Regions from separate parts of the Gossypium hirsutum genome. Here regions 1 and 2 are each linked to region 3. A link is a contact called in public Hi-C data. All regions are on one chromosome and are shown on one strand. The core of a region is the stretch at or near the end of the contact, and the rest is flanking DNA. Distances in the headings are between cores, read along the strand shown. Region 1 holds the start of LOC107891093 (NADH--cytochrome b5 reductase 1). Region 2 holds the start of LOC107956267 (NADH--cytochrome b5 reductase 1). Region 3 has its middle 160 kb from the start of LOC121210750.

Region 1 (3,680 bases), core at 1,024-3,523, 190 kb after region 3:
GTTGACATGACATTTTAAATCGTCATTTCAAATAAAAAATTTAAATTAAATTATACAATTGATCCCCGTTTTTTTATATTCTTTTAACTTTTCTTTTTTTTTCATTCTCTTCTGCTTCCCCTTCTATTTCCTTCCCTTCTTCATATCTTTTAACGTAAAAGAAAAAATTAAATTACTCAAAATAAAAAAATATAGGGACCAATTGTATAATTTAACCTAAAATTTTCGTTTGAAATGATGATTTAATGTGTCACGTTAACTTATCGTTACACCGTTAACGACAATTAATGCTTAATAACTAAAATGCTATAACATGTTAATATAATGACTAAAACATAATATTTCAAATAAAATTAACTATTTTAATAGTTTACTTAAATAAAATAAAAAATTACATATATTGGATCTAATTGTAACGGTCATCTCAAAAAGGCATTCCAATAGTAGAGATGAGGCAGTCCAAAACCACGTGCGGACAAAACTGTTGGCTTTTGCAACTTTTAACGTAAATAAATGCTCCTTATTTCTTTATTTTAATAAATCTAATCCCAATTGGTTGGTTCACTCAATTTTTCCAAAATGTATATATTATTTATGGAGATTTACAATAAAAAAATATATTTATTTTTTGAGGAAAAAAGACTTGAATTTGTACAAAAAGGATTAAAGGAAAATGGTTGGAAAATGTTCAATAAGGAAATTCGGGGCCATTGTTGGTAGATTTTCATACAAATTAAAAATATACAAAATACAAAACTAATTTAACATTTGATAAAATGTTTAAAAAAATTCAATTAATTAAAAATTAATATTTTTAGTAACTTAAAATTTTTAAATACATTTGATTATTCATAATGAAAACTATCTGATAGAATTTTGTTTTCCACAAAAAAAGTGTAAAAAAATGATAAATAAATAACTTATCATTGAATAGAGAATAAGTTTAATTTTTTTATTGTATTATATTATCTTTTAGCGAACAATCTAATTAAATTTTATATTTAATTTTATATAATTTATCAAATATATTTTATAACTTAATTTTAATATTTAATTTTTCAGTACTTATTTTTTCAATGCTTAATCTTAAAATTGATTAATTCCAAATATCAGTTTGACTAAATTATCACATTGATATTTGTATTTTTTTTACCAGTTTGACCCTTATACTTTATTTTTGTTATCAATTTGACTCCACTTTAATTTTGTAATCCCTAATACCCAAAACCAACCAATGACAACTGTCACGTATAAAAAATTTTCAAATTCACTTGAAATTTTTAAAAATAAAAGAACTAAAAAAATTCATCAAAATTCCAAAACATCATAATTTTTTTAAAAAGCTCCCAAATATTTTAAAACTCATAAAATTATTTAAAAACTAAAAAATTATTAATCTATTTTTTAAAATTTACAAGTACGTAAAACGTCAAAAGTATAAAAAAAATCAAATTTTCTAAAATTTGTTTGTTTGGAATTTTAGGGTTTTAAAAAAAAAATTTAGAAATTTATGAACATTTTAAAGAATTTTATGGTATTTTTTTACCTAGAAAACTCAAAATTCCTTAAACGTATAAAAGATTTCATAAAAAAGCAAAAAAAAAAAACCCCTAAATTTTCCAGAAAAACAAACCATAAATTTCTTTAAAATTTTCATAAAATTCTAAAATTTTCTAAAAACCAAATTCCAAACAAATGCATTTTTAAAATTTTATGAATTTTTTAATTTTTTTAAAATTTTCGTGTCCTTAAAATTTTAAAAAAGTATTTTTATAATATTCAAAAACATATTTTTATTTTTTTAGTTTTTATAATTTTAAATTTCTTTTGAATTTTTAATTTTTTTAAAATTTTAATTATTTTTTAGAATTTTTAACACATAACAACCTGCCATTGATTGATTTAATTTTTTAATAGAAAATGGGGTTGGTGTAACGAGCTATATAGAATAAAAACATAAGAGTTAAATTGATAAAAATAATACAATTACTAAAATAATAATTTAACTATAATATGAGACCCAAAAAGGTATTAAGTATGAAAAAATGAGTAAATAAAACCAATTCAAATGCAGATAAATTAATTTAGTTACAAAAATTTTAAAACAGGCTTTGGTTCGACTCACATAGTTGCCATTGCGACATTAGAAAAATACAGTGATTAATATTAAATGTCATTTTCTTTCAAATAAAAAAATTAGTAAATATTAGCTGCAGCAATAATGATATATTGCATTATTAAATATATATATAATATTTTGATTTTTAAATACAGATGAACTGTGGATAATAATAAATTAAAGGAAAAATAATAAATTACCTTATAATATCTTGTATTCTATAGAGAATGATAAGTTGGGAGAGAGTCATGCTTTGGTGGTAGGTACACCAGATCCTTCACTTTGGTCTCATTGCATAGAGTTATGAACTGTGCCTACACCTAACATTTTCCCCATCTCTATCTTTTCTTCTCTCCCTCTAAACCAAACCCAACCAAAGCCCCTCTCTGCAAGCAAAACTTAAACTAGGAATTAAACCTATTCTTTATAAATTGCTACGAAGGGTTGGGTTTTGTTCTTAAGATCATGGATTTGGAGTTCCTGCAATCCATGGATGTTCAGATTCTTGTTGGTTTAGGAGTAGCTGTTTTAGCCATTCTTGTTGCTGCTGCTTATCTCTTTTCCTCCAGGAAACCCAAAGGTTTTGACTTTACACTCAATTGTCTTTATGCTGTTTTTTTTAGCAGTTAAATTTCTTTTATTTTGTTCAAATATTGTTTCTTCTTTTCTTTCCCCGTTGATTGATTGGTCCTTGAATGTTAACTAATAGGTATACCGTGTACTTAAATCCCGGGGTTTTTGTGTATGTTTTGGCCTGTTTATTTGTATTTTGGTCAATGGGTTTTTAGGGCATGTAAGGTATTGAAATGGATTAATGGCTTGTTGTTAAGAATGTAGTGAATAATAGACTGTTTTCCGGTGGTCTTGATTTGTTGTGGTTCTGAATGTTTGGCATACTGATTGAATATATGGTTTAGGATTGAGTTCTGTTTCTTATGTAGTTTGAATGAAATGCTTGACGGTGAATGACTGTCACATAAAATATTAACAGCTTGTTTTCTGGACGGAATGGCTGTGTTTGTGTCTAACTCTTCACGGGCTGATACTTTATCCGTAAGGTATTGGTCCATGAAGCTATGTTGCTCGGACTCTTCATTTTTCTTGATTTACCCATGTTTGACTCCAAGGGTCCTCCAAATATATGGAAAAACTTAGAAAATTGCAACCATACCAATGCCAGATACATTTATGTATCCAACACTTAATAAGGTAATCTTAGGATTTGAAATATTCAAATACAGTTGTCAGAAGCAAGTATTGCAAACTAATTTATTTCCTTTTCTTAGTAAAAAATTGCATTCCTGCGTACTGAATCTTATAACTTGGCGGGTTAGCTTTATCATTGGCTAAGGCTGGTATTATGTGGTGCTTAATGCTTATAAAGAACAGTGTAAGCTTGGAGCAATAGAAAATTGTTAAAAACTACTGGCATCAATATAGGGCAATATTTTGATGTGAATTGTTCTGAATTTCTGATCAAAGTTGTATATTCTTACATTTCAAGAGACAAATCTGTTGTGTTCGTTTTAACTTATGACCTCTAGTTAGGCAAAGTTGCAGG
Region 2 (3,828 bases), core at 476-2,975, 250 kb after region 3:
TAATAGTTTAATTTCCCTTCTGAGAGTCTGGATTGGTTTTATTCCACTCTGGGGTTGTTTCCTTTGTCAGCTTTTGGAAAGAAATTAGCTAATTTCACATACAACAAAGGGTCTCGAAGTATAGAGAGCATCGAAGAGAATATTCTTGAATGGAGGAAGAGGAAATGGTGAGGATGGTGCAACGCACATCTTTTCTTGTGTTATTCTTGAAGTTGTAAGATATTCCGGTACCATCTTCATCTACTATAAACATTGAATCTCCTTCTTCCTCGGAGTGAGTCACACACAAGAGCTTAAATACCATACGTTTCATCTTTAGAATACGGTACGGATCAGCTTCAAGATTTAAACTGTACTTCAAGTGCCAATGGGAATGATCCTCCGCCATCTCAAATACACTGTACTCTAAAAGACTAGGCACAAGGGCAACTACAAGATTCAAATAGCCTCCACACTCTCCGAACCAGCGATACCCTTGGCGATGAACCTCAGATGTCAATGGTTTCAAACATTCATTTTCAACATCAAAATATTGTGATTCAAAGACCTCACTCTCCCAATAAATCGTACCCTTAAGAAAACCCCTTGATAAAATTTCATACCCTCTTCCCAACTGAAATTGATTTTTCGGTAACTCCAATGACAGTTTTGTGATGAATATATGTCAATAAAATATTCAGCTTTCCTCTCCATCTTCATCCCCATCTCCATCTCCATCCCCATCTCCTCCAATATTAAATAACGTCTCTGTTGCCAAACTGAAATAATTTTGTAATAAGATGATTTAAGAGGGTCAAAAGCAAGATTAACCCCACACAGCTCATACTGTTTAAATATAGGGAATGGAAGAGGGAGCATCTTAAATTTCCTGGTAGCAGGGTTACAGATAAAAACCTTACACAAACAAACATAAGGATTTTTACTGAAGGAATCGCAAAGAAGCAAGCCTTGACACGATTGCAATATCTAGTTGAGGAGATCTATAAAATCTCAGCAGGGGACTTGGATGCAGTCACGAGTTAAAGGAAGGAATCCCAATGACATCGAGGAATACAGCACGAGGGTTGAGAGAAGCTTTGGCATGCCAGGAGCGAATGTGGGCGAGGCTAAACTTTTTGCTAGAAATAAGATACATCCATTGTTTCGACACCGCCTTGTATCTCAGAAGCGATTTTGTGGGCAATTTAAGAAAGATTTCAGTTAAAAGATCTTCATTGTATCTTATTCGCTGTCTAAAGTTGAAACCCATCGTCGTTATTTTCGTCTCGTATCTAAACTTGAAACCCTTTATTTATTTACAGGTGATCCCTGAGTGGAGGTGTAAACGACTTTTGACTACTCAAGAATTTTAATCTGAGTGGAAAACAACCTTCGAAGATGTACTTCAATTTTCTTTTTAGGGAGGATACGAAATTCTAATAAGACCACAACTCAAAACTCTTCAGCAAAATATCCTATTACACGTGGAGTTGAGTTGGTGAGATATATATATATTTTTTTAAATTTTGTTAGTTATTCACTTAATGTATTATTTAATAAAATTACTTAATAAAATTACTAGTATAATTTTATTTTATTATATTATATTTTATAATTTTTTTAAAAGGGACTGATTTATTATTTCACACAAGGTCTAAAAATATCAAGAATGGACCTAAGCAGAAGGAAGTCTAAAAATATCAAGAATGGACCTAAGCAGAAGGAAGTCATAATGTGACAGAAGTTGACATTTGAACTTCCTACTCCTACTTTAGTTTTGGGTCTTCCCATCGAACAGCATATATGTTGCAGGTTCAGTTTATTGTATTCATCCTTTTTGTATTTCTTCTTATATTATGGTTTTAGATACTTCCCAAATGCTTGCGAACTGGACTAGTATGCAAGTTAGATGCTTCTCATCTTAACAGGGGCAAGGATAGCCAAGGTGAGGAGGTTATTAAACCATATACGCCTACTACATTGGATTCTGATGTTGGTCATTTTGAATTAGTTATTAAGGTACTTTCCTAAAATTTCTTGCTGGTTAGAGTGAACTTTAGTGTGATATTTATATATACGAGTGTTCCCATCTTCTAACTGTATGATGGAAATTTTCTTGTAAGTAGATGTATCCTCAAGGAAGGATGTTACACCATTTCAGAGAGTTGTGTGTTGGTGATTATCTTGCTGTGAAGGGTCCCAAGGTATACAGTTTCTTAAATATGAATTCATAGAGTGCTCTTGTCTATAGTGTACTCCATTACATTTCCTGCATGTTTCTTTGTTAACATTGCTTTTGATGTTAGCAACAACTTTTTTTTCAGGCGAGCTACTTATCTTGCTTTTATTGCAACCTGAAATATTAGATTATCTCCATAAATTGCAACCTTACCATTGCAATGCATTTCCTATAGAATACAAACACATCATGTTTGTTTAAACGCTTTCCTTGTATTATCGAAGGCTTGCTGCCTAGGGCTTTTTTTTGCCTTGTCTGAATCTTGTTCAACTTGAGAATTCACCTTTGATTATAATTTTCTTAATGTTGTTCCATGAATTGTTTCTTCCAGGGGCGGTTCAGGTATCAACCTGGTCAAGTTAGAGCATTTGGGATGATTGCTGGAGGCTCTGGCATTACTCCAATGTTCCAAGTATGTCAATCATTTGTCAACTAGTTCTTCTTTTAATGTATTTGGTCCTATTAGAGACATGTTGCCTTTTCACATGTTTTTATTTTTAGCCTATTGCAAAATTTTAAATATTTGTATAACATGTCTCCGATATTTGTTTTCTGGTTTTGGTTTGTGATTAGGTAGCCAGAGCCATATTGGAGAACCCAAAAGACATGACAAACGTACACCTTATTTATGCCAATGTTACATATGAGGACATTCTTTTGAAGGTATTTTACTTTCTACTTTGTTTATTATCTTTCAACGACTCAATTGGTCCAAAGTAACAAACCCCGGACAGGCTTCTTCTGTCTTCCATTGTGGAGAACAGAATAGCCTGTCTCTACGAGCAATGCTGAGCTATATTGGGCCCTGAATGGAATTGTGTACTAGGCCTGACCCTTTTGTATGGTGCAGCAGGGTCGGAGCATATGATTGGCCCAAACCCTTGTTTATGTCCTTTTTTTTTTTTTTTTTGATGTTGCCAAGGTTTGACCCCTGGTCTCTGGAACTAAGAGTCCAACACTCTACCAACAGATCACATGCCTGTTGGTGCTTATATCTTACCCCGGGCAGGACCTTTAGGGTCACCTCGTATGACTTGGAATGACTCGAACTTTTAGTTTATTTTATAATAAAAAACATCATGGTGGATTTTATAATTTCCATTCCATGTTATCATTATTATAGACCACATTCCAAGTTTCCTTGAATAGATTTATTTATTTTTGAATGTTGTACATTCAATGTGCAATGATTATTATGGCTGCTGTGAATGTACACACTGAGGATGAAATACGGCCATGGGTGCTTAGTGACTAGTTTACAAGAATTAGGAAATGGATCAAGAAGTGAAATTCAAGTGGTTTATTTGCAGGAAGAGTTGGATAGCCTTGTTGCCAACTACCCTGGTCGCTTCAAAGTCCACTACGTTTTGAACCAGGTTTGTTGCCTTTCTCATGTGGCTATCTCCTAACATGTTTTCTTTCATTCTTTATCTGGCTCAGATTTCTGTAAATCTCGTAGGAGCAGAGAAGTTTTATCGGAATATGAAGTCCCGAAATATTCTTCTCCCCTTTTTCATGCATAGCACCAATGCAAGTACAAATATGACCGATAATACTGATAAGCTTTTCTCGGAATGAAGAATAATAAATGCAAGAAAACTTTTCTGCTT
Region 3 (3,540 bases), core at 885-3,384:
AGTCAATATCCCATAAAGCTACATTTTCAAGATTTCTGCCGAAGAAAACAATCTCCCATCAACAATTTTAAAAATTAACAACTACTTTTGTCTTAATTTTGACAGCCATTGGAAATCCAAATCGAACTGAAAACGTGATATTCATACATGGGATACTAAGTTCTTCATCGTTTTGGACAAAAACACTTTTTCCAAAGCTGTCAGAATCAAAGAAGATAAAAGAGTACCAGATGTATGCAGTAGATATTTTGGGACATGGAAAAAGTCCAAAGCCAAGAGACAGTTTATACACATTAAAAGAGCACGTGGAATGGATTGAGAAATCATTAATCTCTGAATATAAGTTAAATTCATTTCATGTGGTTGCTCACTCGATGGGCTGTATTATTGGATTAGCTCCCTCAAATCTATCACCCTTGTTGCCCCTGTAAGTATATATATTGTTTCAAAATTTTTTTAAATTTATCAATGCCTTTCTTTTAATATTAAAATTGAATGGTTTCAGCCATACTTTCCATCAAAGGAAGGAGTAGAAATGAGGGCAATGAAATGGCTAACACCTAAAAGATTGTGGCCGCCGACGGCGTTTATTTGGTCGATCATGGTGTGGTATGAACACTTGAGTCGATGTGTCTGCTTATTAGTGTGCCGAAATCATAGGTTTTGGGAAGCACTTATTAAACGCCTCACCTCATCAAGGTAGTCAAAATCAATTTTAACCATGTCTTTCATTAAACAATAATAATCGATGGATGAAAATTAACAATTGAATTTATATTATAAAATTATTTAATGTATTAGTAAAAATTAATTACAAAATATATTCATTTTTTTCTTAATTATAAATCTTGATTTTTGAAATTCTTTATTTTATAATTTTAATCTTATATTAAATAAAATATTTTCAAAAATGATTTTAATATATTAAAAAAAGAATAAATAATCTTAAAAAATGTTTTAACAATCATATGATATTGGTATTATTTTTTCGTATTACAACGGATGTCTTATTTGGTGAGTATTCAGGGATGTGAACTTTCTGGTTATGGACTTGACAAAGCATATCCATCATTCAGGGTGGCATACTACACATAACGTGCTATACAGAGGAGTAAAAGAAATGGATAAAAACCTGGAAACATTGATGAAATTAAAGAAAAGAGTGCATGTTATTGTAGGCAGCAGGGACAAAACCAGTCCACCAGATTTTAGGCACAACATCAAGACCAAATTCCCTGATGTGGAGCTTCACAACATCCCAAATGCTGGCCACCGCTCTATCATCCTCACCAGAGAGACTGATTTTGCTCACAATTTGTTCCATATCTGGGAAAATACTGCATCTCACCACCACCATAATGCCCATACTGAGGGTGAATAAGAAAATACTGCATCTCACCACCACCATCATGCCCATACTGAGGGTGAATAAAATATTTATTTTCAAGAAGCCCTCAAGGGGAACTTATTTATAGAAATAAAACATGGTTTTCACAAAAAAATGTAAAGCTTAATTGAACTACTTCATGTTACTATCTTTATAACATGGTATCCATCAAACTTAAAGTTCATTTGAAGTTCCTCCTCAATCTCATGTTGTGGTCTCTTTGTTGAAGAAATTTTATAATAATAGCAATAGTTTGAAGGGGGAAAAATGAAAAATAATATTATCTTTATACATTTTTATTTTACTACAACCAGTCTTTCAATATAAATAGAAAATGATCTTTCTTTTTTACGTCTTTTTGGGTAAAGAATTGGGCTGAAGGCTAGATTCTCAGGTTGATAACTAGGCTTCCTATAAAGTATATGTAAGCCAGGGGCTCTCAAAATTTTGGCACTAAGATGCTCCCCAATGCTTAAATCAGCATGTGTGTATCATACTGGAGGAAAGTAAGGAGATATGTTTACAGAGTCACGGAATAAAGTGAAGAAGATGAAGAGAGGAAGAAGATACTCGGTATTATACCTAAGCTTTGGTTTACCCCTTGCATGTTGATGTGTCTGGAATATGGCCATTTTGTTCCTTGTGGCTTGGGCAGTGTCAGGGTCCTTTTTGATAGGGTATGTTGGAAGCCGAAAGCTACTTTTCTCTTTATGTGGCATGTTCTTTAGTTGCTAGCTAATGCTTAATAAAGCTTGGGCCTTATGAGCCACATGTTTCTTTGGGCTTTAGCCTAAGTCAGCCAAACTTGTTCAAGCTAGTATAACAATTCTCCCTCTTTAGATCTGAAGTGAGCTATAAACCGACATGTTGAAGACCTGTGCAGAGTTAAGATTTGTTGGAGTTTTGTTACAGAAGTTGGATTCAAGCTAGTACGCTTAATGGATGCATTGGAGAACAAGAATACCACATTCAAAAGGATATAGGTGAACAAGAATCAAAAGGATTTGTAGCAAGATATGCAGGTGTGCGAATTATTGATGTTTAATGTCTCAGAGTAGGGTAATGATCCTTGGTGTTGTGTTGCTTTGAATGGGTCTTATCTCTGAGCAGGTCTGAGAGAACTCGACAGGTTATCAAAATTCTTGAGAGTTTAGATGAAAAGTGTTGAAGCGATCTGCGAAGAAGGATAGGATAATTACGAATTGAGGAAGAACATCGAGTGTTGAAATGGAAAACAATAAGTGGAAGTGATGCGATCATAGATTGATGCCGAGGAATCGCTGTTGGACGAAGGCATCGAAAATGTTCGAAGGAAAGTAGTGAGAGCTGAAGCGGAATAGACTTTGGAGCTTGATAAACCTTTTGGTTTCATAGCTTGTTGGTCAGATGAGGAGGTGATTTTTGTGTTAATGCGGATCATTGAGAGGGATGACAAAGACATCTGTGAAATTTTACGCTTGATTTCTCTTGTATTTGGAGCTTGGGCTGTTTTTTTTTTTTTCCATGTAGCTTTTGTGTTTTTTATTTGTATAATTTGTATGAGAATTGTTGTGGCCATGGGATTGAAAAATGAAATAGTTTTTCTTGAATGGAGGGTTCAATGGGGATTAGGGAGAAAGTGCCTTGGATTTGTATGTTTTGAGGGAGTTTATGGTTTATCATTTCAGGTTTTCTCGCGGCAATTGATACAATGGATGGGGCCGCGATAGTTGGTATTGATCAATCTTTTCGAGGTTGCGAAGTGTTTTCTTTGCTGGTTAGAAGTTTGTGCATTTGATTTTGGCACCTTTAAGGAGCCTTTTTACATTATTTTTTTTTGGTGTTTGTTGGTCTGTGTTCCCCCAGTGTTCTTGGTGTTTCTTTCCATTGATTTTTCTTGGCATGTTTCTTGGCTTTCTAAGGCAACTTTAGTTGGTGCTTGGTGGCTCAAAGATGGTGTCTTCTTTCCATTGATATTTTTTGGCATGTTTCTTGGCTTTCTAAAGAAGCTTTAGTTGGTGCTTTAGTGGCTCAAAGATGATGTCTTCGTAGGAGCTTACTACTATTCTATTTTTTCTTTTAGATGTGTTTTTATAGTTCAAACTTGTATTTTTTTTTCTTTTATTCAGATGTTAATTTCGGTTTGCTTGTTGTTCCATGTTCTACTAACCTTA

Evidence for each region. Hi-C and Micro-C count contacts between places; a contact is called where the count stands out from the background.
Region 1: a contact with region 3 is called in a Hi-C map of leaf, with 2.4 times the contacts expected there. The contact joins the promoter of LOC107891093 here to the enhancer-like site in region 3. A contact is called at or near these places in 11 of 34 Hi-C or Micro-C datasets (anther, callus, hypocotyl and 3 more).
Region 2: a contact with region 3 is called in a Hi-C map of leaf, with 5 times the contacts expected there. The contact joins the promoter of LOC107956267 here to the enhancer-like site in region 3. A contact is called at or near these places in 11 of 34 Hi-C or Micro-C datasets (callus, hypocotyl, leaf and 2 more).

Annotation. Positions count from the first base shown.
Region 1 is chrA11:91,115,622-91,119,301 of Gossypium_hirsutum_v2.1, reverse strand. It overlaps LOC107891093 (NADH--cytochrome b5 reductase 1), which reads left to right and starts at 2,273. Exons shown (of 9, transcript XM_041082252.1): 1 at 2,273-2,699. The coding sequence starts at 2,585.
Region 2 is chrA11:91,051,002-91,054,829 of Gossypium_hirsutum_v2.1, reverse strand. It overlaps LOC107956267 (NADH--cytochrome b5 reductase 1), which reads left to right and starts at 1,725. Exons shown (of 7, transcript XM_041082251.1): 1 at 1,725-1,791; 2 at 1,908-1,998; 3 at 2,106-2,183; 4 at 2,550-2,630; 5 at 2,792-2,881; 6 at 3,529-3,594; 7 at 3,684-3,828. The coding sequence starts at 2,106. The coding sequence ends at 3,704.
Region 3 is chrA11:91,304,010-91,307,549 of Gossypium_hirsutum_v2.1, reverse strand. It overlaps the pseudogene LOC107956917. Among protein-coding and RNA genes, the nearest start is that of LOC121210750, 160 kb to the left of the region's middle. Within about 2 kb of position 2,134, at least 7 of the 9 cell types and tissues checked have an H3K27ac peak or open chromatin away from gene starts, as enhancers often do. A contact at or near this core is called in leaf, where this site is marked.